Regions from separate parts of the Zea mays genome. Here all the other regions are linked to region 1. A link is a contact called in public Hi-C data. All regions are on one chromosome and are shown on one strand. Each heading gives the region's core, a stretch centred on a gene start, on an enhancer-like site or on the middle of the called end of the contact. The rest is flanking DNA. Distances are from core to core; before and after follow the strand shown. Region 1 has its middle 21 kb from the start of LOC100285636. Region 2 has its middle 51 kb from the start of LOC103640988. Region 3 has its middle 93 kb from the start of LOC100283010.

The links. A called contact is a pair of places that touch in the nucleus more often than the background predicts.
Region 2: a Hi-C map of bundle sheath shows a contact between it and region 1, with 4 times the contacts expected there. The contact joins two enhancer-like sites. A contact is called at or near these places in 4 of 25 Hi-C or Micro-C datasets (bundle sheath, ear, leaf and 1 more).
Region 3: a Hi-C map of bundle sheath shows a contact between it and region 1, with 2.7 times the contacts expected there. The contact joins two enhancer-like sites. A contact is called at or near these places in 3 of 25 Hi-C or Micro-C datasets (bundle sheath, ear and leaf).

Annotation. Positions count from the first base shown.
Region 1 is chr10:30,053,544-30,057,117 of Zm-B73-REFERENCE-NAM-5.0, reverse strand. No RefSeq gene overlaps it. Among protein-coding and RNA genes, the nearest start is that of LOC100285636, 21 kb to the left of the region's middle. Within about 2 kb of position 1,812, at least 11 of the 20 cell types and tissues checked have an H3K27ac peak or open chromatin away from gene starts, as enhancers often do. A contact at or near this core is called in bundle sheath and leaf, where this site is marked.
Region 2 is chr10:29,813,798-29,817,371 of Zm-B73-REFERENCE-NAM-5.0, reverse strand. No RefSeq gene overlaps it. Among protein-coding and RNA genes, the nearest start is that of LOC103640988, 51 kb to the right of the region's middle. Within about 2 kb of position 1,616, at least 7 of the 20 cell types and tissues checked have an H3K27ac peak or open chromatin away from gene starts, as enhancers often do. A contact at or near this core is called in bundle sheath and leaf, where this site is marked.
Region 3 is chr10:30,274,827-30,278,400 of Zm-B73-REFERENCE-NAM-5.0, reverse strand. No RefSeq gene overlaps it. Among protein-coding and RNA genes, the nearest start is that of LOC100283010, 93 kb to the left of the region's middle. Within about 2 kb of position 1,935, at least 20 of the 20 cell types and tissues checked have an H3K27ac peak or open chromatin away from gene starts, as enhancers often do. A contact at or near this core is called in bundle sheath and leaf, where this site is marked.

The DNA.
Region 1 (3,574 bases), core at 563-3,062:
TGTGGAATGGAGTGAGTTAATCCATCACCAACTCATTCCTCATAGTTAGTTGTTTAGTACTAATATGTGGAATAGAGTCATTCCACCAAATTTGAAGAATAAACCCATGATGCACTACTTCATTTTAAATAAAGTGATTCATCAAACCAAACACCTCATTAGAGATCTCCCCACGAAAGTCCTTTTGTGAGGAACATAATCATATCATCTGTGTAAATTGAAGTCCTATGCTTGATCATAGTGCTCGGCAGCAGCGACAGCTAGTGGCCCTCGACGGTCCGCCTCAGTGATCATGGCGTCACGCACCTCCACTCCACATGGAAACACAAGAGTAAACACATTGTTGACATTATGTTCCAGAGAATCATTAACGATGACGGTTCAGTGTAAGCATATTCTAATCTAATCACTACGGCATAAAACAAATAAACATACTAAAAACAGCGGTGGTCTTGACTTGTACTTGCTGCTGGTTAATGGACCAAGGAAAAAAAAAATGGAGGCCCCGTTCATTTAGGGGCCCTGTGTTGGTGCCAAGCGCATGGCAAGGCCCTTGGACAACATCTATCTCGTGCTCTATATTTATCTTAAAGTCACGAATGTTTATACTAAATTAATATTTTAAAACTTTGATCATTGATAAAAAAAAATATTCATAAATATTGACTAGATAAAAGCGAAACTATTATATTTATTATTAAAACATCTACCACAATATATAATTTCTTTAATTTAAAATAATTATTTTTATAGATATTGTTATCAAAGTTTAAAACTTTAATTTAGGACAAATTTTCGTGATCTTAAGATAGAGAACGAATGGAGTATGTGGCTTATTATTGTTCATAATCTCTCAAGCCCGTCGACCACGCTGGTTTTTTAATAGAACCGTCAGACCAATATTTAGGAGCAAAAGACTGCGTGCCTAGGTTTTCTTAACAATGAAGACGCCGAGGGTTCCAGTTTTTATCACATTCCACGCGACACAGAAGAATTAGCCACAGAAGCCATCAGGCCTGGGTGCCGGGTGTCCTAGCGAATTAAAAATGATCACCTTGGCCAACTCTTCAGTGTCGCGTACTGCGATATTGTCTCATACTGCGACATCCGCTTGAGAAAAAGAACGATCCAACCCAACAAAACCTCCAACGTATGGACCAAGTAAAAGATCCAATCAGTAGACCATAGAAAGGATAAATAGAAGCCAATAAAAATCTTTACACTCAAACAACTCTGTAAATTTGAGTTAGCAAATTGAAAACGTATGTAATTATTGGACGTGATGAACATCAATCTCTGACTAGTTAAAATCCGACAAGGGGAGGGCAAAAAAAAAAAAGACAAACTTGAGATAAACTTGTATCAGCTTTCTATGAAACGACCGGCCCATGGTGGATCAACTATCCATCAAGGCGGATCAAAATAGGGCGGGTGGACGAGCGAGGCAGGCGGCTGGAAAGTTAAGTATAGCTTGGGGAAGTTGCGGACGGCGAAGTGTGTAGCCACGTCGGTATGCAACGCTGGGCACACACCTCTCTCTTTCGATCTTATCTGGAATCTTGGCAGCGAGACAGTATAAACCAATCGAAAGCGCATATGGCGTCGACCGGATGGATGTTTGCTGTGTGCTGCCATAAGATTATATGAGGGCTGATGAGGCCAATTCACGAGTCTCGATCGTCCAACAGTGTATGTTCTTCTGAGTCCACAGATCACACATACAATAATTACATACAACATCGGATAGATGAGCACTCCTGTTTGTCTTACTCCATCTTTTGGCGTCTACTGTGCTGATCGACCGCTAAGATCGATCCACTAGATGGACCGGATTAATATATATACGGACAACCTGATTGCGATCGCTAGCACAGGCTGTCGGCTTGACCTCCTGAAATTATTGACGGTTTTAAGGCTTTGGTTCCCAAATTAGTCGAAACTGCTTTCAGATCAATGATTGGAGACAAAGAAGATTTTTAGTTTTCCATTTTGTTCAGAGTTAATCACCCATCGTATGATCTGATTTCGTTAAGTATATTTTCACCAAACAAACATTCATTGCATTATTCTATAATAACAAACACCTTAAAATTGGCAATGTATGTATTATATGGGAGCACACAAGCAATCCACAGCGAAATTCTTGACCTCCTGAAATTATTGACAGTTTTAAGGCTTTGGTTCCTAAATTATTAGTTGAAATCTGCTTTCAGACCAATGATTGGAGAGAAAGGTTTTTAGTTTTTGCATTTCATTCAGAGTTAATAATCACCCACTATATATATATTCTGATTTCTTAAACTATTTTCTCCGAAGAAACATTCATTGCATTCTATCCTATAATAAACACCTTAATAATTTGGCGGTACATGAGAGCCGCACTCAAGCAATTCACAACGAAATGCTGATGATTCCATCATGCATCCTGATTAAATCACTATGATGTATGTAGTGTACTAGTTGAGCATAAGAAACACCGTTGGGATTTGCATTCTTGATCCATGTGGTTATTCATTCACTCTGGAAGTTGAAAGAATAGTAGTCTAATAAAATCCATTGTAGATCGATTGCAATGCACCTGGCTCATTTTAATAAAATCCATGTGGTTATTTATTCATGTAGATTGTCAGATCATGGCCTGCCATTGAACATATATATGGGTGGATTGTCGCCCCTAGCTAGCAGGGGCTTGTTTCTGCTCTATTATTATTCAGTAAAATTGGACACAATCACGTGGCGCTTCGTTCAGTGTGAGATGGAACATGCATGGCCGGATTGTGTCGTCGTCTGTAGATCATCAGAGGGCAAATAAACTACTGCATCTAGGCCGGCTTTGCTGCTGCGGATATTCCTTCCTGTGCCGTACTATCGGCATCGGCTCTAGTCTTTGCTACTGTTAGAAGGATATTCCTTCCTGTGCGGTATCTTTCACCCAACCGCATGTCGATCGGCTAGTTTTGCTACTGTTAGAGCAACTCCAAGAAAGAGTCCTAAACTTGGGCCCTAAATAATGAAATACGACCTCATTGAAAGATAATTAGGACCTAACAAATTAGTTTACTCCAACAGTGACTCCTATAGTCTAGTGTTATCTGTGGATTTTGGCGGGAGATTTTGGCGCCTACCCACCACGCGCGCGACTTCTTTTCCGCGCTGGATGCTACGATTCGGCCGGGACATCAACTGATAAACTATTTGAGAACCCATCTTCGTTGTCCCTGCAGATGCAGCAGGGTCGTAGGGGTCAGGTCGACGAAAGAGCTAATCGTGCAGCATTCATCACCTGGGTTCACAAGAGGCAGGCTGGCTTCATCACGATTGGTATGCTTTTCTCTTGTTTAACGCCTTTTGATGTAGCTCCTCCACACATTCACGTGCTACTCCGTTCCTCTAATTCAACCGATGCTCCGGTTAGTGGATAGATCTTGTAGTTTAGTGAATAGACACGAAGCAGCATTTATAAATACTATTCATTTTTGTTGATACATTGTTCATTGATTTCTTATCCAAGTTCTATCGATAAATTTCAGAAAGATGTCTGCAATTACTAGAGCTTTGATTCATCAGGAAGATG
Region 2 (3,574 bases), core at 367-2,866, 240 kb after region 1:
TCTGAAAGTGTGGATTTCAGACTTAGTGAAATTCAGTCTGAATTTCAGTAATTTGGGCAAGCTTTGCACCTCTGTAGTTTGGAATCTATGAGGGTTTAGATATGGGTCACTATGTCAAAGTTGTAGAGGAACTATAGGAGTATAAACTTTATTAAGCAACTGGCCCCTAAAAACATTTGAAACCCAGGAAAAAAGAGTGGTTCCAAGTGGTGCTGCTGTATTTCTGAATTTTCATATTTAAAACAGTAACTAGAACTGAGTTCAGTGTTTGATAGCAGTTTTGGGAGCTTGTTTGTCACTAATCCCTAAGGATTTGGGCTGAGAGGTCCATAAATGGATTGAAGACCATCTGTTGATGAATAACTTTCCTTAAGTGAGCTTGACATGACCCCATACAAAAATTGGAGTAAAACTTGCCCAAAAATGTCAGTGTGCACAAACTGAATTTTTGTGCAGATCACTGAAACATAAATTTACAGTTTGGTGCTCTGTTTGGAGCTCTATTGTGCCAAATCTTGGTAGTTTTGGACGAAGAACTTTATAGAAAAATGGAAGACCATATCTAGGAGAACAAACGTATTTAAGAAGTGTTGGGTTGGTGCTACACAAATTTGGGAGAGAAGTTAGTTCCAAGATGGGCTGTCAAGTTGCTTTGACTGAAATTTTGTTCAGTTTCTGAAACCTGAAATTCAGTGGATGGTGCCTAGTTTGGAGCTCTTTTGTGACCGGTTCCTAAGGTTTTGGACTATAGAATGTGTAGAGAAATTGAAGGTCTTATATTAGGAGACAAGTTTCTTATGGTGAGTAGGCCTAGTGCTGTGCAAAAATTTGGAGTAAAAGGTACCCAAAACCCTTTCTGTCAGACATATAAAGTCAATAGATGTTTCAGTTAGCTGAAACCAGAATCCAGTGAATGGGGCTCACTTTGAGCATTTGTAACTTCTGTTCTGCATATTTTTAACCTTCGATTTTTGTATAGATTGTGTTAAGGGCAGTGAGTTGCTATAAGAAGGATGGAGTATTAGGACCCTGAAATGCCTCTGTTAGTCCAGTGGGTCGAAGTTCAGTTGGTTCAGTATTGGGGCATGTGTTTGAAGAACATTCCAGTCACTGTGACGCTTTGTTGTTTCTGTCAAAGGGAGTATGAGGGGTGTTAGCACTTTATGAAAGGATGAGCTTGGACTTCAAATATCTGGGACCAAAGAGTTCAAACCTTATCCCAACTGCTGACTCAGTTATTGCTGTGCTGCTCTATCAAAACACCGCTGTTTTTTTTTTCAGTTTCTCCTCGCTGTAGCTTGCCCTTACGTGGGCGTGGATGCCTGGGCCACGTGCTCAGGTCCATGCAAACTTTAGCCATAACCTGTAGATGTCGAGATAGTAATGGATGTTAGAGCTGCTTCGGTTTATACCTTGCTGTGGTTGCCAAGGCAAAAGGGTGTTTCTCTTTCCCCTCGACTTGTGCTTCTTAGCTAGGTCCGGCTAGAGTTTTACCGTCCCTGTTTCTACGCCGTAGTAGCTTGGTCACGCAGTTCTTTCAGTCTAAACCCACCCCTTGTCGCCGTTGCCTTCCAAATCTAGTGACCACGCCGGCCGTCGCTCTACCCGAGGCCAGGATCCTTGATCGGGAACGGGGAACTTGCCGCCAGACCACGTCGCCGCAGATCGACGTCATAGACAGCCTCATCTCCAGCCGTTCAAACCACGTGTTCGGTGTTCCCCGAGTGATTTCGTGCACGCAACAGGAATTTGGTGAGTCTCTAATGCTCCCCGTGTACTTGGGAGAGGATTTACTGCGGAGATGTCTCGGGATCGGGTTCGCAGTCTAGGATATCGCCGGTAACGTGGCTGGAACTTTGTAAAAGAGTGGAATCCGAGGGACTTAAGTGAATCTGTCGGTGAGTAAGATAACAGTGGAAAGGGCCGATGTGGATTAGTTTGAGCGCGAAGGTCCTTTTTGCAAGATATGTGATGAGGGCGCGGGCTATTCGTTGTGGGCCAACTCTTTCTGTTACTGGGTCGGCTGGGCTAGGTTTTGGCCTAGTACTGTACTCAGTTTTATCGTTTTTTTATTAGCAAACTTGTAAATTGAGCTAAAAATCATAGAAAAATGATAAATTAATGGGACAAATTTTGTTGGACGTCTAATTTCATGACCTCTCTCGTAAAGTTGGTTTTAGGTTTTTTAGATTAATTAGCAAATTCTAAGTGAATTTAAGGTGCTCTTGGGAGGCCTATATTAATTTTATAAATAAGAGGATAACACCAAAAATTTTGAAATTTTTTTGGAGAGACTTGTTATCAGAAGTTAAAACTGTGGGCAAAAATTTGGAACTCGTTGGATGTGATTTGCTTAGTAAACTAATTATTGTCCAAAAAGAAAATGACTTCACCTATGGAATGAGGGCGGCTAATAGTTTAGTGAAGTGATGAAGTTGCTTAAAAAGCTTTAAGCTTTTGGATGAGATCTAAGATAGGTTAGTTCTCTGGTTTGTCTAAGTAATTCAATTTGGTCATTTTTAGCAAGTGTTGGTGATGTAGAACCATGTGTATGCTTGTCTTGTGTTTTAGTTTGTGGTGTTTATGTTCCCCACCTCTCCTTGTGAGAGTTTGCATTCCATATCATTACATAAGCATACATGTATTTGTAATTGACTTGTAGAACACCTAGAAGAAGTGGTATTTGAAGGAGTCTACTCCAGTGGCTGCTAATCAAGTGGAGGAGCTATCTAACTGTGTATTGGATAGAGGGATCGAGAGCCTCTTCACAGCAACAAAGGCAAGCCACGATGCATTTGCCCCTTCCTTGTATTTTTAAAAGACTTTTATACACTTTAAGTCTAGTGAAATGTGCATTAAGTTTATAGGAATTGATTGGAAACTACTTGATGCATTGACTACCTTGATATCCATTCCTTTATAGATACTTCTAGTGAAGTATCAAATATGATTTACAAAAAATGCTTAGCCCTGCTTAAATCTTGTGGATAGAGGTTGTATTTTGCATTAATGCCTAGCTCAGGGGTTATCTTAAGGAAGGATGGCTTCTACCTGCAAGAATATTTTCATTGGGAGCATGGTGGGATCTTACTGCAAAGTTCCCTATAATGCTCTTTTCATCCTTAGAGGAACACAAAAAAATCCTAAGGGTGGAAGTAATTAACTCGAGACTTGGGCTAGGAACAGGTGATGCTCCATCCAGGTTAATTAAGGATTGGATGCGTATGTAGGCCTATATGATCAAGGACTATCTTAGCTGGCCACATGCCCTGGATATGGGACAGGGTAAGCTTGAACCCGGCCATTCCATACGTGAAAAGACAACCGCGCACTGGGCGTGGGAGATGGTGGGAGTAGCGTGTACCCTCCTAGCTAGAGGCTAGACGGAGGAGTACTGTGCTCCCGGGTAGCACAGAACGATTCACGTTGTGGAGGATCTGTGGGAATGGTTGACATATGCAAGGGTTAAGTGCTACATATGTCGTGTGGTTAGAGATCCTCAGCTGAGTAAATCGATTCGGATCGTCGTTATATCCCCGGACAGTGGAGACTTGATCTCTGACCTGCAACCTAG
Region 3 (3,574 bases), core at 686-3,185, 220 kb before region 1:
AACAAATTGTACAATAATGATCTTTGCTTCGCAACTAGATCGCAGGTTCGAGAATCACTAAATTCGGAGTTACGGTTAAAGATTTATGATTTTCTGAAGATTTAAGTGTTTAATATAGAATAAACTAAGTGCATAATTTTATTCTATGTTTCATGACAAAATAAGGTTACCAGATAATAAACAATATTATTATGAATTTAATGCAACTCGAATGGATAAAAAAAGGAGTTAGAATGAATTACTTATGAATTAAACAAGTTTCTGGAATTATTTTTATACGAAAAATCATTTTCTTTATTAATTTTACCCATTTTATTAACCTTTGGGCCGCGGCCACAATTTTCTAGAAGCTCAGGGGGTCACATGCAAATTTCAAGACCTAGTTGCTATGTTCTTTGAATATGGTGGACGACAGGTTTATTTAAAACAAACCCAAGGGCTCTTATGCAAACTGGGCACGACGAAGGGATATCGCATGCCATGGACGAAGGTATAATTCACCGGACTGTCCGGTGTGCCACCGGACTGTCCGGTGCACCAGCGGAGCAACGGCTATCTGCGCGCAACGGTCGACTCTGACAGTGAACAGTGCAGAACAGTACACGCGGCAGAAGTCAGAGCAGATGGTCAGAGGGGCACCGGACTGTCCGGTGCCACATGAGGACAGAGCCTCCAACGGTCGACCAGCTCCAAGCCCTAACGATAGGATGACGTGGCGGCGCACCGGACACTGTCCGGTGGTGCACCGGACTATCCGGTGCGCCCATCGCCAGCAGCCTTCTCCAACGGCTACAATTTGGTTGGTGGCTATAAATACCACCCCAATTGGCCACTTCAAGAGGAAGGGAGCCCAAGCAACATTCCAAGTCACATAGTTGACATACTCAAGCCCTCCCAACCACCTCTATTCATTGATCCATCCTATACACAAGGTTTAGACCACTACAAACCACACAAGTGCCACAAAAGAGAGAGCAAGCAAAAGAAAGCCTCTTGTGAGAGTTTAGCTCTAGTGCCTTGTGAGATTCATTGAGAGAAAGTGTGTGCTACATCTTGCGTTCATTGTGCGTGGAGTTTTGACTCCCATTGAACTTCCTCCAAAGTTTTGGAGGCTTGTAAAGCTAGCAAGAGACACCTAAGTGTGTGGCGATCCTTGCGGGGTCTTAAGTGATCCTTGAGAAGAAGAAGAGCTCGCTGATCTTGGGGATCGGTTGAGAGAGGGAAAGGGTTGAAAGAGACCCGTCCTTAGTGGACTCCTCAACGGGGACTAGGCCATCGAGGGCCGAACCTCGGTAAAACAAATCACCCGTGTCTCGTGTGTTTATTGCTTGTGATTTGTTTGTTCTCTCTCTTTCTAAGTTCTCTTGCGCTACTCTTTGTTAATATCCTTTTGTGTTGCTTCAAGTTAAAATCACATTTAGAGAAGCAACTCCTTGCAAGAAAGAACTTGTGCTACTCTTCTTATTTAAGCCCTCTTGCATTATTCTCCACCATCTCTAGTAGTATTGTTATTAATTAAATTCCGTACTCTTTGAATACAATACCCATTGCAAGCAAAGGACTTAGTTTTTATACTTCGATAATTTTGTGTCTTGTTCTAACCACTAAGCAAGGGATCTAGTTGGGGTGTAAAGTTATAATTTTCAGGATTCGCCTATCCACCCCCCTATAGGCGACTTTCAACGGTCAAGATTAAAATTTTCATAAACCGAAATGGTACGCTAAACAAGCCGTCAGATCCGAGATCTACGATCGCAATTAAAAATAGCTGAGATTCGATCTCACTTGTGCTATCCCGAATCAACGAGCAGGAATTAACAGACTCCCCGATTAGATCTCATTCGTCCGTCATCGATCAGTAGCTCAGATCACCCCACAAAATGGTATGCACAGGCCTAATCTCAACCGTTCATCCTTTAATCCACGTTTAAGGCACTTCCCCCTTGCCCGCCACGACCAGAGCAGCGGCGTCGCCGCCCCCATACGACAGAGCTTCACCGGTGATTGGTCCGTTGCCGATACGGTGCCCGGTGCTCTAAGCGAAACACATCAAAACAAAGCTAGGCTCAAAGAGAATCTATGGGAGGGGTTGTTACCGGAAATCACGATGTCGTGCTCAACGAATCCTGCTCGCGGCGTCCCCACTTTCTCCCATGGTGATCCATCCCCTCCTGCAATGGTATCGAGATATCCTGTGTTCTTGGTTCTGTTCTGGTGAGCAGGGGGCATGGCGCTCGGATTTCTTTATAGCCCAGGGGTGAGGAGTCTGCATAAGGGGAGGCCGAGGAGCCCGACGGGGTTGGTGCGATTCTGTTTTGGAGGTCTCGGCAGGGGAGAGCAATCTGGCGCGTGGGCCCCACATGGAAGACGCAACAATTTTGTGGCCGGTGGTGTGTCTAGCTGAGGCAGGGGCCCGCCCATCAGTGCCAAAGCACGACAGCCAGGGAGTCAGCGGTAGCGAGCCCACTGGGCCGTGCGGAGGAGAGGGAGCCAAACCGGGCAGCGTGAAGGTGGCCCATGCATAGTGATGCCCTTTTCTCCTTTTTTTCATTTTGTTTCTCAATTTCAACTCAGATTCAAATTCGAATTCTAGATCAAATAGAGATCAAACTTACAGTATATTTAAGTACTCAAACAAAAACCTCAACATGAATGCAAGTTATATTTATAAAGATTATTTTTACTCACCTAATTTAAAATATATTTCAAATGTGAAGTACACACATTATTAAGAAATACTATTTTGAATGTAAATTTAAAGGCTTTTCCACAATTCAACATTTACTACTTATTATTATTTATTTATATTAAATGGATATGTTTTATAAAGGTAGAAAATCATTTATAGAAGTCATTTATCTCAAATCCTTTGGAGAACTTTTTATACCTCACAAAATAGGATTTTGTGTGTCACGACCCGTTTGCTTGGATAGATGACGAATCCTTGGAAGATGATTTAGATTATTTTGTGGCACTAGATTTAGCTGCAGCGGAGTCTCTATTAAGGGTCGCCCCCCTTGAAGCACCGGCGACTTCTACGGGGGTAGCCCCTGGTGAACCGCGAGGGCGAAAAAAGATTGGGCTATCGAAACAAAGTGTCGGGATGGTAGAAGAGTCTTCGCAAGGTATTAGAAGACATCACCGAATGGTCATGGAGAGGTCGCATCTTCGGATTGGACCGCGGTTGGATCAAGGGACCCGTCGTGACTTACTGGCGCCGACGGCCGGGTCATGCTTCGGGGAGGGGGATCTGCGGGCCCTTTTTGATGGTGAAGAGTTGAAGTTGATGCTATTTAATTTCCGAGAAGCTGGTCTTATTCCGAAACAAGAGCCAATGTAACAATGAGTGTTGCCATCGCCGTTCTTTAGTGACGATAAGCAAAAACACTGCCCTCGCCCCCCTTCGCTAAAGGACGGCTGTGGGGACATGTATGTGGGCAATTTTCTTGTGCGCATCTTGTAATTGAAATATGATGTGTCTTTCATTGTGGTGTATGCGCTGAGTTGCAGATGGTAGCGTCTTCGCACGTTTTGGTGTTGTTAATATGTTTATATTGATCCGACTGTTGGTAGA